Regions from separate parts of the Mus musculus genome. Here region 2 is linked to region 1. The links are chromatin contacts, called in public Hi-C maps. All regions are on one chromosome and are shown on one strand. Each heading gives the region's core, a stretch centred on a gene start, on an enhancer-like site or on the middle of the called end of the contact. The rest is flanking DNA. Distances are from core to core; before and after follow the strand shown. Region 1 holds the start of Aff1 (AF4/FMR2 family, member 1). Region 2 holds the start of Hsd17b13 (hydroxysteroid (17-beta) dehydrogenase 13).

Evidence for each region. A called contact is a pair of places that touch in the nucleus more often than the background predicts.
Region 2: a Hi-C map of pre-B cells shows a contact between it and region 1, with 2.0 times the contacts expected there. The contact joins the promoter of Hsd17b13 here to the promoter of Aff1 in region 1. A contact is called at or near these places in 1 of 39 promoter capture datasets (liver), 1 of 484 Hi-C or Micro-C datasets (pre-B cells), 1 of 115 datasets of contacts at active chromatin or transcription factors (memory CD8 T cells) and 2 of 9 other capture datasets (liver and pancreatic islet).

Annotation. Positions count from the first base shown.
Region 1 is chr5:103,752,353-103,756,976 of GRCm38.p6, forward strand. Aff1 (AF4/FMR2 family, member 1) reads left to right here and starts at 1,810. Exons shown (of 20, transcript NM_133919.4): 1 at 1,810-1,993. The coding sequence starts at 1,977.
Region 2 is chr5:103,976,001-103,980,637 of GRCm38.p6, forward strand. Hsd17b13 (hydroxysteroid (17-beta) dehydrogenase 13) reads right to left here and starts at 1,388. Exons shown (of 7, transcript NM_001163486.1): 1 at 1,106-1,388. The coding sequence starts at 1,315.

The DNA of each region.
Region 1 (4,624 bases), core at 560-3,059:
TATCTATATGCCACATGTGTGCCTGATTCCTGAAAACAGAAGAAGGCTTCTGATCCCTTGGGACTGGAGTTAAAGACAGCTAAGGGAACATGGATGCTACTTAATGTGGAACCTAGAAAGTGACTCTGGGACCTCTGGAAGAGCAGATGAGCCCTCTCTCCAGCCCTCAGGCATGTTTTTGTAGCATCACATATTGTCATTTGGAACCCATTGCTCCTTAAGTCAAGCAGTGAGTCCTTCCCTCTCACCTTGGTCTGACAGTATGGGAAACTGTCTCACCTGTAGCAAGCTTCCCCTATAGCTCTGAAGGTAAAACCTTATCTTTGCAATAAACACTGAAAGTTGTTTTCCTAGAAGAGAGACTTGCCAGATGCCCAAGTCAGAAGCGTGCGAATTGTTATCTCTAGGAGACATGGTCTATGAAAAACCAGCTAGTTTCTGGTTGGTTTCTCTCTCCAGTCACTTCACACTCATCTTCAGGACTGGTGCTGTGCTTGTGAGCTTAGAACAGAACAGTGCTTTCTGTGCACTTCCCGTTTGTCACAAGGAGGAGGAGGGAGGGAGGAGAGACAGAGAGACTGACATAGAGACAGAGGGAAAAACCCCGCATTTCAGAGTCAAAATTCAAAGGACTAGTTAGTTCATCAAGGGCATTCCTAAAGTACACGAGTTCTCCAAACTACTACTGTAGGTGGTGGAGAAAGCAGTGTCTGGCAACTTGTCTCACTTGCCACCACAGCCTTCATTCCTGCGAAGGCGTCAGTCGTTCTCCACCATCAGAGCTAAAGCCAGGGGAGTGAAAGACAAGCTTTGTCTTGTGTTCTTATGTAAGTAGTTCTGACCTCTGAGAGGGACTACCGGAATCTGGAAACTTGCGGTATTTAGAAACTGGGCAATCAGTTACATGAGCAATATAATGTGGTGAGTCCCGGGTCGAACCCGGAGCGCACCAAGAAAGTGTCCTTCCAGCAGCAGGCTGGTCCTCCGGGATGCCCCTGTTAAGTCTTCTCCCTGCCTTTCTGCCCATCGTTGTTTTCAGCCGCTTCCCAGGCAAAGCCTGGTGTCTTTCCTGTGTCTGAGTTGACGCAATTTTCGATTGTGCTTTCGAGCGTTTACGTTGGTTTGCATCATGGTTTTTGTTTGCGGGGGGTGGGGTGGGGTGGGGTGGAGGGGAAGCAATTCTTTTAATTTATTAGGGGACTTCCCTGAATGGCTGTCTTCTGTGTAATCGCATGTTGCCTCGAAGAGGGAAGTCGTATAAACACTTGTTTCTGGGCACTTTCAAAACTGAAAGCAAAGTTGAAGAAGGGTTGCTAGCCGATCCCTGATGTTTCCGATGGCAAGCCCCGCAGCAGCGGCCAGAAGCAGCGAAGGCAGTGATCCGATGCTCCCACTCCCAGCACATCCCCACGGCAGCAGGACCCTGAGGTCCCAGCCCGAGCGCGGGGATCTCTGTAGCGCGCGTTTGAACACAGCCGAATTGGGGGCAGCGGCGGCGGCGGAGGTGCGCGCTGCCCTTAAAAGGAGGCGGGCCGTACCACCGCGGCGCCTGCGGGGGGGTCCCGGCGAGCTCGGGCACCTCGAGGGGAGCCCAGCGCCGCGCACATCGCCCCCGAAGTGCGGGCGAACTGGGAGCCGGGACCCCGCAGCGGGCGGTGCGGACGCACCCCTTGGTCTCTGGTGACCCGACAGTGCCCCGGGGCGGCGGGCATCGCCGCTCCCTGGGCTCCAGGGAGGTGCGGCTCGCCCGGCTGCCCCCGGTGCCCGGATGTCCGTCAGGCTCGGCGCGAGCCGAGGCTCCGGGGGGCGGAGGCGGTGCTGAGGACACAGAGCTGAGGACGCGGCTGCCGAGAGCGCAGAGTCTGCGGGGCAGTATCGCCGACGGCTGCGGCCGACGCTGAGAGCGGCGCGGGCGAGAGAGCCTGCGGGGCGAGCGCGCAGATGGATTTGGGACGCCAGGCAGTGTGAGCCGAGCCATGGCAGCCCATTCCAGGTGAGGCTTGCGCAGGGGGCGTCTGGGACCCGGGAGTGGCCGCGGAGCCCGGGGCAAGGGCGGCGCGGGTGGGAGTGCCGGGGGGGGGGGGCGGGGACCGCAGGAAGCCAGCGGCTGGATCACTGCTATCTCATCCCTGAGTGTCGGGTAGAAAAGTGTGTGAACCGAGTGCAAAGGGACCGCCCGGAAAGTTAAGGTTAAAGATTCCGCTTCTGGCCCGAAGAACTGTTATTTTCGGAAAGTGAAGTTGGTTTCTCTCCTGCCGGAGCCTGGATTTTCACTGAGGTGCCTGTGCACAATCCTCCGGCTCTACTCGTTGCTGGTTTGGCGTCTTCCAAAGAAATTTGGAAGCGCACTTAATGGAAACGAGGATTCTCCCACGAGAGAGTGGTGGAGCCTGGTGAGTAATATAGTTTTTTTTTTTTTTTTTTTTTTTTTTTTTTTTTTTTCCTGCTAGAATGTACGATTCCACATAAAACGGCACAGTCAGAGTGAATCTGCTGAGTAGGCAAAGGCCGGAATGCGCTGGGTTGGTGAAGGGGAGCCTGGCTAATGACCCGCAGTTGCTGTCAGGGGAGTGCCCTGTACTGCAAGGACCGAGTCTTGCCTTCTCCCGGGTTTGAAGGTTTTGAAAGGAGCCTTAAAACTTGGCCGTACACCGGTGCCCAAGATTGAGGCTGTTGGGTGTCATCGCGCTTCGGTCTCTACAGCTGTTGGTTACGGAAAACAGGACCCGTCGAACCTTTTCAAAACTTATGCCAGAAGGCAGTGTGATTGCACAAGTTTACAATTATGGAAATGTTCTTTAGCCTTAATACTTGATTTAGGATAGTGATTTGGTAACATATCTGGACGCTGAGCTGAGGTAATTTTAGTAATTTTAGGTCTAAAGATCATGGAGAACAGTAGATTTGTAAACGTTAGAGACTGAGTAGATAGAACTTGAATTTTTCTAAGAGATAAAACTTCCTAGAAGGAACTTCTCTAAACAGAAAACCTTCTAAGTGTGTCTTACTTTAAAAACAAGTTTAATCCTCTCAACTTGGCTTAGTTGTGTCTTCATCTTATTGAGTGTTGGAAGGAAGGGGTTCCTAACGGGACAGAGGAGTAGGGGAACAGAAGTTGCACCTCAAACTTCTGCTAAATCTTAACTAAAAAGCAACCGTTAGCTTTTAGCACAAACAGAACCTGTAGATTTTCATATTACAGTGACTGCAGATGTCTTCAATCTCTAACGTTTCCCATTTGCTTGAAATTAAGGAACTGTTTGTCGTTCATGGCTAGTAATTAAAATATGTTATAGCTGGATATGGTTGCCCATGCCTTTAATCCCAGCACTTGCCTTTAATCCCAGCACTCAGAAGGCAGAGGCAGGAGGATCTCTGAGTTCTGGGGAAAGCCTTGCTCACCTTTTAATCCCAGCATTCAGAAGGCAGAGGCAGGGCGATCTCTGTGAGTTCTGGGGAAAGCCTGGTCTACAAGGAGAGTTCCAGGACAGCCAGAGCTGTTGTTTGTTACACAGAGAAACAGTCTCAACACCACCAAACCAAACTATTATGTCCTTACCTTGTCAATGGTGTATTTTAGTAGATACTCTTCTAGATCATTTGTTTCCTTTGTATTACATAATTTACTTGTGAAAGTATCCTTATGTATCACGCTGCCTCAGGATCCCTTGGCATACAGCCCGAGATTAAGGTACCTCTTATAAAATAGTTAAAGCTGCCAGAGCATGGGGATTTGAACCTTGGTTCTATTGTTCCAATTCCTTGACTCTTAAACTAACGTCGAACGTAAAATGAAATAAAAGATAAACTGGGTCCTGTGTATGCCAGACACAGCAGTAGGCTGCTGTAATTGGATTACCTCTTGGTCACCTAAGCAGACAAGCAAGTGCTTGATTATTTGCCCTTGGTAGTTAAGGAAACTGAGGCCTAGCCGGGTCACACAGGTTTCGTGCTCAAGGTCACACAGGTGCAACCTGCCTGACCCCAGATGGACCCCTGTAGTCTCTACAGTGTAGCACTTCCTGCTTCTTGTTGCCTCTGCTGTGCCAGCTGCAGAACTTCAGAGGAAGAGCCCGAAAGTGATTGCAGCTAAGTTTGCTCTGGTGCAGCATGTTTAATCTAAGTCATCAGCGTGGCTGCTCAGCTCAGCAGCAAAGACCCTGCTGTGCTTTCCTGGCTGGCTCACAAGCTCTGGCACTAGAAACAAAACCACACGGCCATCACGGTTGCCTTCCTGGTGTTTTCTTAGCCCTAGTGCTGAGTATCTACCCTGTTGCAATCATCCCTTCAATTTTGCCTTGAGTGTAGTCCAAGCACTCAGGAGAAACTGAAGCATTCTTTGTGATATAAAACTATTGGCACGTGTCTTATGGAGGACAGATTGGTTTGCTCTTGTGACAGTTCATTTGAATGGTCAGGCTCATTGGACTTAGAGATTCAGAGCTCACTGTTTTAACCATAGCGGTTAAGAGCACTTCCTGCTCTTAAAGAGGACCAGAGTTCTGTTCCCAGTGCCTACATGCAGCTCACAACCACCTGTAACTCCAGTTCCAGGAGATCCAGTGACCATTCTGGTCTCCATCGACATCAGGCAGGCAGGCAGGCAGGATACATACATATGGGC
Region 2 (4,637 bases), core at 138-2,637, 220 kb after region 1:
CTGGATCTAATATCTAGTTTGTATATTCTAGATAATTGTTGTACCGCTGGGCTACATCCCCAGTCCAGTTCTTCAAAGATTACAATCCCAGAGACAGTTTGTTGTGGCACATCTTTTTCACGACCTTTTGGGAATGTGCATGTTTAGGAGAAAGTGACACAGGACGTCAACACTTTCAGACTTAAGGTAGTTAAGAGCATTTATAAATAAACAGAGATCAACAACCTCTTAAATGTACTAGTGAAAGCCAGGCACTGGTGTAGACATTTCCATATGTGATGCTGCGTGCACCAGGCCATGCTAAGCACTTAAGTATTATTCTTTACCCTTCTTGCTCAGGACCCGGCAAGTATTTTTTCTTCTTCTGCAAAAGGTCAGATGTAAGTATTTTAGGATTGCTGGAGTGTGAGTGGAAGTACCATGGGTTTCTGCTGTTAGTTCTTCATGTGGTTTTGTTTGTTTGTTTTGAGAATCAATCCCTCAAATGTGTAAAAACCTGAGCGGTTGCTCGGTGATAGAGTGCTTGCCTGGCACGTGCTAAGGTACTGTGGCTCAGTGGTAGGTACTAAGACCCAGCTTCAGTCTATCACAGAAAGGAACAAATGAATAACAGAATAAATGAAAATCTAAAAGTATAAAAGTCACCCCTAGCTGTAATAAACTGCATATTGGCCAATTTGGTTGCTGGCAATCATTACCTGTAGATTTTGTCTCCCTCTGAGATTTTATCCCAATGGTAGAGTTTTTTGTTTGTTTTTTGTTTTTTAAATTTGAAGTTGAGGTAAGTTATGTGGCTTGCCTAATTTCAGCAGCTGGGAAGCTCTCTGGCTCCTGCGTCTCTTGTTATCAAGTTGTACACCACAGTAGAACCAACCAACCAACCAACCAACCAGTCAAACAAAATGAAACCCCCCAGGCTTAGTTCTCCAGCTCGTTGGTTCCATCTTGTTCACCTGTCGCAGGGATCCAGAAAGGACCCAGGAGTTTATTAAAACTTTGAAAAAGGAAAACACAGAGAAAAGCCAGCACTAAGTTACGTCTCTAGAGAAACATATGCCTTGTTATTTTGTGACTTTAAAAGATTGTTAGAAACACCTATTATTACCTTATTGATATCCCATAGAACCAGTCTGCTTTTCTGCTTTGCAAATTCATATGCAGTCAGCCTGCCTATTCCGTGTCCGGCCCCCGTGATGAGAACGGTCTGCCCGGTCACAGATTTCCTTCTCCGGGGAATGAAGAACTTTACCAGTGACTCCAGGTAGGAGTAGATGATGACGCCCACCAGAAGGAGAAATTCCAGGATGAGGTTCATGGCTCTGTTCTCACAACAGACACCTCTGCTCAGAGCTCCACAGAGAGCCCTGTCAGGTATTATGGGCTGCTGCAGAAGAGGCAGACTTTGACTGTGTCCCCTGACGAATCAGATACACCTTTGGTTTTTGAAATGATGCCAGTCTCTAACACAAGCGCAGCATAGGTCAGGGAACCCAGTGGGATGTGCCCTTTGGACCTGGTTATCTGAAAAGCAGTTATGCACCATGTTTCGACATGAAACTTCACCTCTCAAAGCTATTCTGGAAGTATTGCATCAGCTAATGGTCTGTTATCATTTGAATGTGTGTGTGTGTGTGTGTGTGCATGCACGAACACAAGCAAGCACATGTGTGCATTCATGTTAAATCAGGGTTGGGGGAATTAGAAATAGAAACATTATATTAAAGAAACTTTAAGGGATTAGTGACATGGCTTAGCAGTCAAAGTGCTTGCCATGCAAGCCTTTTACCTGAATATGATCCCCAAATCCATAGTGGAAGGAGATAGCCAACTCTACACACACATACACACAGAGAGGGAGACACACACACATAGACACACACTCATGTACACACACAGACACAGACACACTTACATACAGATGCACACATACAAACATACATGCATAGATACATACACACACATACACACACGCATAGACACATATACATGACACATATACATGTACACACACAGACACACACATGCACACACATACACAAATGCACACACTCACATACACACAGACACACATGCACACACACACACATGCATATAAAGTAAAAATGAGGAAGCTAAAATATGGGTCAACAAAGCTTAGCTGTTGAACGCATGCATTCACAGTTATGATCTTCCTCTGAAACCCCTGAGGTGGAGGAGAATGTAGGTTATAGGAAACAGCCAGTTCTCGCCATAACACTGGGAAAATCACCAGACCAGATATCATACACGTCAACTTAAAAGTGCTGCCACTGTCTCAGCCTGGGCGGTGGTGACAAATACTGTGGGCTAGGTGGCTTATTACACAGTCCTAGTGTCTGTGTAACCTAAGCTGTATGTGTGTCAAGTGGGAACTGGCATCTTGGTTTGCAGACAGCTGTCATTTCATGGCCACTGCACCCCAAAGAATGAGGAGGAACTTCTCTGTGGTCAACTTTATAAAAACCATAGACAGCCATCGTGACGTAATCACCTCCCAAAGTTCCAACATTCTATATTAATAGGAGCTAGATTCCAGCATAAGAAATTAAGGGGACACATTCTGGATAGAGTAACTTCTAATAGTGGAAAAGGAGAGATCACCCTTGTCCATCAATGGATGGGTAAAATATCAGACATACATACGATGGGATAGTATTCTTCCTTTAAAGAAAGAAATTCAGATACATGCTACAACATGGTGATCCTCAGTTATAATATGCAAAAGGAAATAAGCCAGACACAAAACCTCCCACGTTCTGAATCTGTTTGTATGAGGCACCTAAGACAGTGAGAGGCCAAACCTACTCCATCTTAGGACCAACCTCCATCTTAAAGGAAAAACCAAAAGCCTGACAACTTGACCTGCAGCAGAACCCAAGCTGGACCCATGTACCAGGATGGACTCCACGGCTTGTTCTTGGCCAGAGTTACTCCTAGATACTTCCTAGCAACAGTTAATCAAATATCAGTCAGATTGTTTCAGATGTACTTTCAGACCATTTGTGACTGTATACAGTTTTGCTTCAGAGCACCCACCTGTCGGTCTACAATAGACATTCAGTTAGTTGCTTGCCAGGATAGACACCCTCTCACTTACTTCCATTTCCTATAAAACCTTGTCCTGCTGAGGGTTTGAGGAGGGCCCAAGCCAGAGATTTTAATAAGGAGACCCTAATGCTATTACATTTGAAATGGCTCCTTGGTGGTCTTTTGGCCTTGATGAACGCTTCCTGGCACTACAGTAGTCAGATGAACCACACATGTTCTGACTTCATTTATATGAGTTACGGAAGGTATTCAGATATATAGAGATAGCCACTACCCCGACAACCAAACCAAAGCTGTATGAAGCTGGGTGTGTGGCACTTGCCTGTAATTCCAGCATTGAGGGTGTGGAGACCAGAGTATTGAAGGTTCCAGACAAGCCTGTTTACATAATGAGAGTCTGTATCTTGACCCACAAAGCTCCCCAGCAAAGTCAGTTATGAACAAAGCAAAGAAGAACTAACTGAAAAAGCATACACACACACATGCGCACACACACATGCGCGCACACACATGTGCACACACACACACACACACACACACACACACACATGCATGCAGACAAAAGAAAATTTGTAAGTAGTACAAGGTTATAGAGATCAAATAGTAATGGTCTGAATTTACCAAGCACATGGTGAGCTGATTTAAGGACTTTTCACACTTACATTTATTTACTCCTCACAAGATGAGTTTGGTGAGATACTATTAAAAGCTGTGGGGTCCGGAGAGATGGCTCAGGGGTCAAGAGGGTATATGGTTCTTGCTGAGGGACTGAGTTCAGTTGCCAGCACCCGTGTCTGGCAGCTCACAGTTGCCTCTGACTCCAGTGCCAGGGTGATCCAAGGTCTCTGGCCTCTTTAGGCATCTGTACCCACTCATATGTGAACACAAGTTCACATAATTAAAAATCATAAAAAAATCTTTAAAATATGCAGGAATAGTCAGTTGTAGTGGTATATATCTCTAATCCCAGCACTAGGGATGCAGAGATAGGCAGATCACTGTGAGTTCAAGGACAGCCTGGTTTACCTACTGAGTACCAGGCTACCTGGAATAACACAGTGAGACCCTGCCTCAAACAAAACACCACCACCACCGTCTACTATATGTTTTGGGGCTGGAGGGCTGGCTCAGATAATAAGAGTGCCCGCTGCTCTTCCAGTAGACCTGAGTTCAGTTTCTAGCATCCACACTTGACAACTTACAACCTGAAACTCCAACTCTAGGGGGTCTGACACCCTCTCTTATCCCTGTTACCAGCACATGGATGTACACGTCATAAACACACACAAACACATAAGCAAAAAGAACAAGTCTTTTTTAAAAAAAAAAATCTGCAGTGGCTACAGAGATGGCTGAGTGTTTATTACCCATGCAAATGGCCTGGATTCAGCTCCCAGCACCTACATCAGGCAGCTAAAACCTCTCTAACTCAACTCCATGGAATTTAGTGTCCTTCTCCAGCCTTCCAGACACCTGCACACACAAGTTGCACACAAACTCACACAGCACACCTGATGACTTGTATGTGCTCAGCCCAGGGAGTGACACTATTAGAAGGTGTGACCCTGTTG